Linked DNA regions of Mus musculus: region 2 is linked to region 1. Evidence: chromatin contacts called from public Hi-C data. All regions are on one chromosome and are shown on one strand. Each heading gives the region's core, a stretch centred on a gene start, on an enhancer-like site or on the middle of the called end of the contact. The rest is flanking DNA. Distances are from core to core; before and after follow the strand shown. Region 1 holds the start of Il7r (interleukin 7 receptor). Region 2 overlaps Spef2 (sperm flagellar 2).

The links. Hi-C and Micro-C count contacts between places; a contact is called where the count stands out from the background.
Region 2: a contact with region 1 is called in a Hi-C map of Th2 cells, with 2.3 times the contacts expected there. The contact joins the enhancer-like site here to the promoter of Il7r in region 1. A contact is called at or near these places in 3 of 39 promoter capture datasets (the C10 cell line, macrophages and pre-B cells), 1 of 15 datasets of contacts at CTCF or cohesin (CD8 T cells), 2 of 484 Hi-C or Micro-C datasets (both in Th2 cells), 3 of 115 datasets of contacts at active chromatin or transcription factors (CD8 T cells, the SCID.adh cell line and bone marrow-derived macrophages) and 1 of 9 other capture datasets (liver).

What each region holds. Positions count from the first base shown.
Region 1 is chr15:9,527,323-9,533,260 of GRCm38.p6, reverse strand. Il7r (interleukin 7 receptor) reads left to right here and starts at 3,385. Exons shown (of 8, transcript NM_008372.4): 1 at 3,385-3,600. The coding sequence starts at 3,519.
Region 2 is chr15:9,663,984-9,669,510 of GRCm38.p6, reverse strand. It overlaps Spef2 (sperm flagellar 2), which reads left to right. Exons shown (of 37, transcript NM_001305042.1): 17 at 610-721; 18 at 2,220-2,377. Among named protein-coding and RNA genes, the nearest start is that of Spef2, 82 kb to the left of the region's middle. Within about 2 kb of position 3,685, at least 5 of the 459 cell types and tissues checked have an H3K27ac peak or open chromatin away from gene starts, as enhancers often do. A contact at or near this core is called in Th2 cells, where this site is marked.

The sequences.
Region 1 (5,938 bases), core at 2,136-4,635:
TGAGAATTTATCATTGTAGATTTCTAGAAAGCACATTCAACTTAGTGTGCAAAACAGGCTGATTTTGCGGTATGTTTTTCTGATGAAGCTTTCAAAGCAAGATTACAAGCCAGAGTGTAAATAATTACCTGATTCCCCAAATCATTTCTTTTGTTGCTTGGGAGAAAATTTGAAATTCTCCAAAAGAGGCCCAAAATGCATGGCAGAGATAGAATATGCTACCTCCAACTGAATTCTTTCTCTAACATTTCTTTATGGATTGTAGTCAAGAACTTGATGTTATAACAGATGAAAATCACATAACACCTCTAAGATCCCCTCAACCTGAGGAGGCATTTTCAGAGAACAGCACAAATAATACATCTCCTTTCTTTTCTTATTAGATCATCTCATTAAGACATGTTGAGGGAAGTTAAGTCAAGTTGTAGTCAAACTCTAAAACTCTCAGGTACTAATGCTATTCAACCTCTGGGTGGCATTGATCATCTACTCTAACTTAGTCATTTTATAGACTCAAGTAACTGATTCTTCCAGAAATCTAGCTATAACAGAAGTTCATAAAATCCTATCCACTCAGATGTTTTGAACTCCTTCTATTATAATCATTCTTACTGCTTCTTTACAAACAGTGTGATTATGAATCAAAATTTAAAAAAAAACTGTACTCTATGGTCTGGATCCAGATTTCTTGATTCCTTCAAAGAACTGAAAAGGGGCCACTCATCTATCTAGTTATGACAGGACCCTGATAATGAACTTAAAGAAAATAATCCAACTTTATCAAAATCTCAGCCATTCTTAACAAAAAGCACCAATTCATCTTGAGGCCATGTTAAAAACAAAGTGGATTGGCATACAAGTTTAGCCACAGTCTGAATAATGACTGCCTCCAACACCTATCCTACATGCCTTGGAGCCAATAAAGTTTATGTGAAGCCTTTGTTAAAGAAAAATTGATAACCAGTATGATGAAACTCTCTTTTAAATATTCTGAGATTGTACTTATGTAGCTGTTTAGAGATCAGAAGTTTTCTAAAGTCAGATGGTGTAAGTTTTACTATTTATATATCATCTCTTTGCCCACTCATCTCTACTATATGTATGAGAACAGCTGCAGATAGTACACAACAAATGGGTAACATTGGACTCCAACAACGAATTACTTATGAAAGAAGGTAAAGGATCAAATTCCATTCCTGAGTCATAATTTGCCAACACTTGCATTTAATAATTTCTCCGTGCCTGTACTTAATAGTTAAGTACAGGTGTATACTAGAGATATATAGAACTCAAAGGAGAAAAATGGCTACATTTGTACACTGAAAGATTGAGTGTAAAAAATATTTTTAAATGATCTTTTAATAGCTTATGAAAGATGAAATCTTTATTTTGTACATTTCTTTGTTTTTAGAAACTGTATATATGTATTGAGGATATTGAAACCATAACCACCCTCCTGTCTTCCCTACCTACCGCATTCCAACACCTACTCTCCTTCTCAGTTTCATGTCCTCTAGTTCTTTAATTATCCAGACTCCATATCCCCATTGCTAGGAGTCGTAGCTAGGGTCACCCTCATAGACTCCTGGGAGTTTTCATTGCCCTTGTTTCTAGCTAGTCCCAGAGATGCCCATCTCCTGTAACCAGAAAAGACTTCCAATGGAGGAACTGGGACACCAACCCACTCACAAAATCTTTAGCTCATAGTTTGTCCTACCTACAAGATGTGCGGGCATAAAAGATGAAACAGAATTAGAGAGAAGGGCAAACCAATGACTGGCCCAGCTTGACACCTATGCCATGAGAGGGAGCCCACTCCGACACTCTTAATAATATTCTCCTATACATGCAGACAGGAGCCTAGCATAGCTATCATCTGAGAGGTTTCACCTAGCATTGATGGAAACAAATGCAGTGACCCACAGCCAAACGTTAAGTGGAACTTGGGGAATCCTATGGAAGAGAGTGAGGATGGATTGAAGATGCCCAGAGGGGTCATGGTCACATTGAGAAATACTACGGAATCAACTAACCTGGGCACATAGGTTTTCATATAGACTAAACTTTCAACCAGAAATCATGCACAAGACAAGCCTAGACCCTCTGCACATATGTAACAGTTGTGCAGCTGGGTCTTCATGTGGGACTCCTAAAACCGAAGCCAGGGCTGTCTCTGACTACATTGCCTGCCTTTGGAAGCCTTTCTGCTAACTGGGCTGCCTTTTCTAGTCTCGAGAGAAGAAGATGTGCCTAGTCTTACTGCAGCTTGATATGTCAAGGCTGGTTGATATCCAAGGGAGGCCTCCCCTTTTCTGTGGAGAAATGGAAGAATGTTAGAGAAGGTTGGAGGGAAGGGAGAAAGAGGGATTGGGAGCAAAGGATGGGGGGGGGGGCGCTGCAGTCAGAATTTAGGATAAATAAATAACTTAATCAATTCTTAAAATGATTTAAGAAAAGGATCCACAGAACCTACTTAGTTCAGCTCTTGTGCTCATGAGTGTATAACTGCCCACTAGAGCTTGAGCAACCTACCATGGGACACACTTTTAAAGAAAACTAACTCTTAATCGCCTGGTATTTGTCAACCTGCCAGGAGGGCCTCAGCTAGGGATGTGGCCTCTTGAACACCTGCTCTGTCCATATTGGAATGTGGATTGGTGTGATCTCATGCCAGTCTTGTGTCACAACCATAGCTTCTGTGAAATTATGAACACAAAGATCCTATTATTTTTATAATAGATAATTTCACTGTATTTCTCTTTGGCTCCTGCCTCTTCTGATCTTTCCTTCTCTCCTCCATGGTGTTCCCTGAGTTCTTGAGGGGAGTGTTTCATGGCTGGTACTATAAATCTGACCACGAACCCGTGCCAGGGAGGTCTTAGAGCATAGGGGAAAACACAGGACTATTGTTTGTTTAAAAGACAGAGTATCAAACTGTCTTCTAGACATTTGTCCTTATACCCATAGAATAGTGCAGCCTTGCCTCTCATTAGAGAAGCTCTTTTCTCACTTCTCTCTCAGAGAGCAGAGAACTGGGCGTGACCATTGAGGGTTCAGCCCTAAGTGGGACAACTCTATCCTAGCATCATTATTCCTAAAACAAGAGCATCCCCAACCAACTGAGGAGCATCGTAAGTGTGGATTTTGGCCTTGTGATCCTGTTACATTGGACCCTGAGATCATCTGAAGCATCACTTGAAGTCTACCACCTTGCTCAAAAGTAAGCAGTTAAGTTCAGGAGCTTCAGGGAATACCAAGATGCAGGAAAAAAAAAAGTCACACTCTACCTCTCCGTTTTCTCTACCTCTGCTTACAGCAGCAATCCTTTTGCTCAGACTTCCTGTTTCTGGCACTTGCCTTCTTCTGTGATGTTCATAGTTCCCTGTCTGTGGTTTAGCAGGCACAGAGCTGGTTTGGGTCTCCCTCTCTCTCATTCACTTGCACATACAAGCGTGCTTCTTCTCTATTCTTTCTCTCTCTCTCTCTCTCTCTCTCTCTCTCTCTCTCTCTCTCTCAGAATGATGGCTCTGGGTAGAGCTTTCGCTATAGTTTTCTGCTTAATTCAAGCTGTTTCTGGAGAAAGTGGAAATGCCCAGGATGGTGAGTCATTTCTAACTCCTTTTTTAAAGGATTTCAGATTACCTGTAGCATATATGATCAAGTTACACAGTTCTCTAACAGGGCAAGCAAGAATTTAGCACTAATTAGGTTGTTTTGTGGGTATTAATCACCAGGACAGAGGGAATGATGACAATACTGCAAATGGCTTGTAACTCTCAAGAACTGTCAAGAAGCATTGAGTTTCATTCAAATTCTGGCTCATAAATGTGGATGTATGCTGGTAATTTCAAAAAAGAAACCTCATATCAGTTCTTTGTTGGAGCTTTTTGGATGATCGCTTCCAAAACTGTATTAGACTGAAAAATCAAGCCATTGTTGTTTTGACTGTTTATGGAGTTCTAAAACCCTAGATACCCATGATAAATTAATGGCCAGAAACGAGAGGTTTGTGTATTCACCAAAACTGTATTTCTAGTGTCTAGAGTTTAGAAGTTACTCTATAATGTATTTCTTCAACATACTTTAGCTTTGGCAGATTCATGTTAGATTGCTGATGAATAATTCAGTAGTATGCTAAGGAAGGTGTCTTCTTTGAAATACACAGGGTTGCTTTTATATTCAGAGAATCCATTATATGGTCATCATAATTCTCCTCAGAATCCATAAAATACTTAGACCTTGACTTCTTAAAAATAGGCATTTTAATTACAGGACTGTACTCAAACGTCTCTGGCAGACACAGCAGCTACATGGAATGTGAATCTCCAATTTGTTTCTACAAATTAATTAAACTGTTTTCATACACACACACACACACACACACACACACACCATTAAAAGGGGAATGTGTGTGTGTGTGTCTTTGTGTATGTGCGTGTGTGTGTGTGTGTGTGTGTGTGTGTGTGTGCATCCTGCCTCTGGTTCCTGAGTGCTAGGATTAAAGGCAGACACCACCATGGCTGGCCTATATGTGCATTCCTAAACTGGGTGCAGTAGTACATCCCTGTAGTCCTGAAGCCTAAGAGGCTGAGACAGAAAAATCATCTTTGTTCCAGACCAGTTAAAGCTACATTGCATAAGCTTGTATCAAATACATCTGTATTTTCTTTATGCACAGTATCAATACACATCAGCCTAGCTCTGTAGTTTAGCTCTTCAGTCAAATGCCTTTAGTTGTGCATCCTAAGCTTAGATATTTGTGTGACTTTACTTTGTAATCAGCAAGGATGGAAAACCCTTGCATGTTCTTATGAAGAGAATCATCAGAGGAGTCACACTCTTCAGCATGACGGAGCATGAGTCACTTGGTGAGGGAGAGTCATTATCTCATGTTAAATGTGTGCAAATAGCTGGCAGGAAGCACGAGAACCATGCTGCTGTTTGGTACAATCCTTTGCCCCTATGCTTCCCTCTTGGCCATGCTATTTCTTACAAAAAAAAAAAAAAAGTAAAAATTCTTGCTGTTAAACAGGATTTTCACTTCACCTTTTTAAATTTTGAAATGTTTTTAGATTGATGATCATAACCACCCATATGCGTCACATAGGCATGTCACGATACCTCCCACTTTGTGCTGGCAGCAATCTACTAGTCAATTTTCTAGTAACTAAAGGATAGTCAAATCAAGCAAAGGGAACCGCAAAAGCCCTGACAGTTCAAGCTCTTCATCAAGTAATCACTGTCTTCTAAATGACACTGCCTTACTTAGAATATGTATTCCAAATGCTTTAAATTTCTATACCTAGAATTTTTACTTAATGCTTAGATGCTTCCTATTGAACACTGTGACCATTGTTCCACATAATGTCAAAACCACAGTAAGAATAAAAGCTTCCATTGATATACTACAATTTTTTTTCAAAAAAACTCCAAATGCTGCATGTATATTTGCATAATTATAATTCACATATTGCCTTTCATACTGATTTCTCCAAGACTCCTGGGAGAGCTCTCACCCTTACTGAGAACTTACTGTAATGTAAATGAAACCTCTGTGCAAATCCATCCAGTGGCTTCTATAATGTGTGTGTGCATATGAATATGGGCTTTGAGTGTCTGTGTATGCAGTAAGAGAGCCCAGCTACAAAGTTAGAACAGCAAAGATCAGTATGCATATCCACTCTCAGCTAAGAGCTCTTTAGCTCACAGCAGATAGAATATTCTCCCACAATGGCATGTGACTTTCCCCCACTGTGGGTTACAGAGCAATTGTGCCCCAGTAGCAACATCTGCTAAAGGGTCAATGGACAGGTCATTCAGAGACAACTGCTTTGATTGCGGAAAACATGGCGTGATCAGCTTTTTGCATATTGTGTGAGATAGCTTGAGACATACTTTGTCAGACTGGGTGGCTGAAGTGTATAGAGGTCCACTCTTC
Region 2 (5,527 bases), core at 2,436-4,935, 140 kb before region 1:
ATTCCTATACCCGTAGATCAAGGCATCACTCAATCCTTATAAAACAAGCTGCTCCTTAAAATAGATGGAAGTCAACAAAGAGACTCACAGCTGGACAATGCACAGAGAAATAGAGGCTTTGAACCTCTCCTTCCTAAATGTATACCTTCACCAATCAGCCAATCAGCTCCCATAAAGGCTCGGGGATCTATGTGGAAGAGGAAGCACAAAGATTTTAAGGGTGTGTGTGTGTGTGTGTGTGTGTGTGTGTACTTTTGTGCATGTGTCATCCTTTCCATTTTGTTTTGGGAGTTTTTGTCTTATTGCATGTTTGTTTTGACCAATGTTTTTGTTTATTTTATTTTATTTTTTGAGAAAGAAGAAGAAATTGTATAGGTAGAGAGGTGGTAGAGAATCTGTGAGGAGGTGGAGAATGAAAAGAACATAATCAAAATATATTCTATTTAAATATATTTGCATATATTATATATGTTAATATAAACACTGAAACATTTGTAAACCAAAATATGGCTATTTCTACCTGGAATCTTGCACAAGTATGTTTTGTCAGTAAGTAGCAACTTTGATTGGTTTGGTTGATTGTCTAATTAAGTAATTTTTGTACCATAGCTAAAGAAATCTCACATGAAATTTCTCATGAAAATGTTGGCCGTCCTGGAACTGGTACAAGCCAAGATAATAAGAGCGAGGACCGGAACTTAAGAGACCACATACAGCACAGGTATGTTTTCTGCTTTGTGCACTTCCTATTTGTTGCCCTTCAAAGAGGTGACAATTGGTGACTTTCAAATGATAAGAATCTACAAAAAAGAAAGGAGATTCATCCCCTACCACAGAATCTTCTACAGGTTAAATCAAAACTATGTTTCTGCATTGAGTGAAATAGTATGTGAAAAACGTTTATATTTGCAGCCACAGTTGTCAGAGTCTGGGGAAACAAGCCAATCAGAAAATGCTTTTAAGCAAAAAATATCTTTTAAAAATCTTTAGCACAAAAATGAAATAATTTTAAAAATCAGGTTATCTTTACAATGTTCAGTGCCTTAAAAATGGCTTGTACACTGGGTCAGGTTGACACTCCTGCTAATGTATCTCTCAAATACCAACTCATCAACAGCTTGCTTTTAAGACAGTGAATCATGTTTATGCGACTCCCTTTTCTTACCCTATTATGCAACATATAATGTATTGAAATACATTGTAACAATGTATTTTGTGTGTGTGTCTAAAAAGAGAAGAAAAGAATGAAAAGTATATAAATGCATTAGTGTAGGTGAAACAGTTTCAGGTTTGATGGCTACGATTTTAGGCATGATTAACTTCAACCTTGAGACATACAATCATTTTATCTGTCATTGGTTCAAACTTTAGCATTAACATGATTAATAAAATTACCTGACAAAAAAAGGCCAAGAAAGTAAAAGAAGAAAAAATGTGAAAAAGAAAATGCTTTTAAGTTATATCTGTAGAATTCAGCAAACACTACTACCAGTGAAAGATCACAGAATTTCAAAGAACTGAAAGTCAAAACTGAAAAAGTTTATAGTAGCTTTTCGAGTTTACCAAAATGAAGTTACCTGGATTTCTCTGAATTGTGTGTAACTTTTCTTTGGAAAAGAAAATTTAGACAAAATTAGGCAATTTCATGAAACTCGAGATATCTAAAAATAAATGAGCAGGAAGTATAATTTGAGCTATAGGAAGCTGTCTATGCTCTAAGGGTGGGGGAGGGAGACAATGATTCAAGAATAACTTTTTACAAAGCTAACTAGCCTGTGCCTTCTCTCCTTACCTAAAGACCTCTTCACTTTGTATCTATAAGGGAAATAAAAAGTATGACCTGAGTGTTGGGGCTATGGCATCACTGAAAGAGCCATTAAATGAAGTCAGCCATTACTGTGAATGATATTTTCTTTCATTTTCAAACAGAGATTTGAACAAAAGCCAGATGTTTGCCAAATGCTTAGCATTTTCAAACCTTTCCATCCATACTTCTAAAATTCTAAAGCTTAAACCTTGATGCCATCAGACAAGTTCTTTAAATTTAGTATTTTTCCATCACATATAGATTCCATAAAAGTTAATTTTGGGGACTGAATTCCATGGCCAGGCTACTTCTTCATTATGAACTGTCAATCTACTAGATATCATGTTTAATGTCTTTTTACACAAACACTTAAATGAGTACCACATAGTCATATAATGTCTTTATTTCGCAGAATTGTTGGCTTCTTGGACAACTGGCCACTGTTGGAAGAGTGGTTTACACAGCCAAAAAACATTCTGACGAAAGTCAATGCTGAAATAGATGAAGCGCTCTTATGCCAAAAAGTAAAAGAAATTTTTGCTACTGAAACAGTAAACAAAAAGATCAAAGGTAATCCTATGCACATATGTTTGCGAACATATTAAATGGTTAAGAGTAACCATTGTATCTTGATCATATTCTTCCTCTCCCAACTTCTCACAGATCCACCCCACCCCCGCATTTCATACCAACCCAACTTTTTGTCATCAAGTATTTTTCTTTTTTCCTTTCTTTCTTCTCTTTCTTTCTCCCCTTTCTTTCCTTCTCTTTTTCCTTCCTTCCCTTTCCCTTCTTTCTTTCCTTCTCTTTCCTTCCTTCTTTCCTTCCTTCCTTCCTTCCTTCCCTTTCCCTCCCTTCCTTCCTTCTTTCCTTCCATCCTTCTGCTTGCTTGCTTGCTTGCTTGCTTTCTTTCTTTCTTTCTTTCTTTCTTTCTTTCTTTCTTTCTTTCTTTCTCTCTCTCTCTCTCTTTTCTTTTCTTTCTTTTTTTCTTTTCTTTTCTTTTCTTTTCTTTTCTTCTCTCTCTCTCCCTCCCTCCCTCCCTCCTCCCTTCCTCCCTTTCTTTCTTTCTCTTTTTCTATTTTTTTTTTTTTTTATATTTGGAGGCAAGGTTTCTCTGTGTAGGTGTCTTAGTCAGGGTTTCTATTCCTGCACAAACATCATGACCAAGAAACAAGATGGGGCGGAAAGGGTTCATTCGGCTTATACTTTCATACTGCTGTTCATCACCAAGGGAAGTCAGGACTGGAACTCAAGCAGGTCAGAAAGCAGGAGCTGATGCAGAAGCCATGGAGGGATGTTCTTTACTGGCTTGCCTCCCCTGGCTTGCTCAGCCTGCTCTCTTATAGAACCAAGATTACCAACCCAGAGATGGTCCCACCCTCAAGGGGCTTTCCCCCCTTGATCATTAATTGAGAAAATGCCTTACAGTTGGATCTCATGGAGGCATTTCCTCAACTGAAGCTCCTTTTTCTGTGATAACTCCAGCTGTGTCAAGTTGACACAAAACTAGCCAGTACAGTAGGTCTGGCTGTTTTGGAACTCACTCTGTAGATCAGGCTGTCTTTGAACTCAGATATCTGCCTGCCTTTGCCTCCTATGTGTTGAGATTAAAGGCACAAGCCACCACCATCCAGCACATTGTTATTTTAACTCACAAAATCCACTTAATTGCTGTCTATATATTCTTAGGTGTGTGATCATCCATTTGAGTTGGTAGACTAACAGTAGTTTTACCATTTACACCTGGCATCCTACATCTCATATCATACTGCTTGAGTTATTTATTATTTTCATTTCATGAGATAGTAGGATGATGTAAAAGGCACTGTGCAGGACAGAGTGGCTTTCAACTTCCTGTGATTCTCCTAACTCAACCTCTTAAGAACTGAGATTACAGGCATTCACTGCTACATGTGATGGCTCTCCTTTCTTTATGCACTTCTAACTTTGATGTTCTAGATTGTTTTACCTAATATTTTTTTTTCAATTCTTATATTTTCTTTGACATTTGACATTGTTGTTGCCCCTTGCTAACATGGTATCTCTCTTCTGGTGACTAGGACAGTAGATGATGTTTACCTTGGCAGGGTCGTGGAGGGCCTCAGTAGAGCCAGCATTTCTTCTTTGTTCTTATTTTCTTTTTCTTCCCGGTGTCAGTAGACTCCTCTGTTGATATATGGTCCCATAGACGTGGGCTGTGGCAAAAGCATACCAGCTATCTGTGTAGATATTTAGTCTTTTGAGCCGATGTGTCCTCTGGCAGGGCCTGTCCAGCTACCACAGCTGCTCCAGTATGTTTTTTTCTTTTTCTAGATAGCTGTTCCAGTCTGTGAACCAAGTAACATATGCACCCTCTAGTAACTGGTCCATCAGATCTCCATGTCACCTATGTGTCTCAGCAAGAACCTGCTGAAAGTCTGGGTGTGGGAGCAGGGTAGCTGAGTTCAGACTTGGGAGGCAAAAGTGACTCTATCAGAATTGAACAACAGAGTCTTGTAATGTGTCACCTGAGCGTTAGTCAGCTGTCAGTCAGGGGGGCTGAACCACACTTTCTAGGGCATGTGCCAAGTTTTGTCCCAGAGTCAATTTATCTGCGTCCCTGACCAGAAGCCACTATGTGCAGACAAGCAGGCTATCTTACAGCCACCAGGTCTAATTTCTCACAAGTATGCCACAGGTCTTTTCCAGGGCAGCTGAGGATCTGAAAGGAAGTGGTCAGCATAGGGATCTGACAGGATTCTTAGGCTTATTCCAGAGGGCATAACTCAAAAACAGTCGTCAGTTGTTAGTCCAAGTCCAAACACATAGAGACACACAAGACACACACAGAAACCATTTTCAGTTAACCACCATAGAATCACAGTACCACAGAAATGACAAACACAAGCAAGACCAATACAGGGTGTCTTACACGTGATTCCCAGAGAAGCCTGACACTATCTGTTCCAGGCATATACTGAACCCTAGCTGCTGCTGGGTTGAGAAGGACTGTTTCAGATCCAACTTCCCAGCTTGACACGGGAGCATGCTCCAGTGTTGTAGCCTGCAACGTTTTGGCACATCTCACTATCACTGCAACCAACCCAAATGGACCTCTCTCCATGGGAAGGCCCCCAGAACCTGAGACCGGCCTAAAACCAAACCAAGATAATCAGTCAACTCCTTGGGACCAAAACCAGACTTGAAACCAGACAAACCAAAAGCAAAACAGAATCCGAAGGTGGTCTAATGGAGGACACACAAGTGAACAAGACAGACAGACACAGACATACAGACAGACAGGCAGGGAGGGATTCCACTTTATCTCTGATGTACGGTGTCTGTATCCCATGACGAAAACCACAAACAAAAACAAATCAGCAACAGAGAAGAAAAGACACCAGTATATCTAAGCACACTTGTCAGCCCCTGGACTTGTACAACCAGCCAAACACTACTTCCTGACAGGGGTGGGAATCCACATCGACTCCCTTTCTGGCAGAAAAAGCACCTTATTTTTCTCACTCTGCCAGATGACAGTCAGACCTTTCTGACTGTCCCTCACCCTGGGCACTTCCTCCAGGGTCACCCTTGGAACGTCTTCCAAGGTTGCAGCCTGCAGAGCCTTAGAACATCTTCCTCCCACAGCCACTAGGTCCTCACGGTCCAAAGTGGCAGCTGCCAGAATACAGAATACCAGAATTGAAAAACCAAGACACAAGGTGAGACTCAAACCCACAA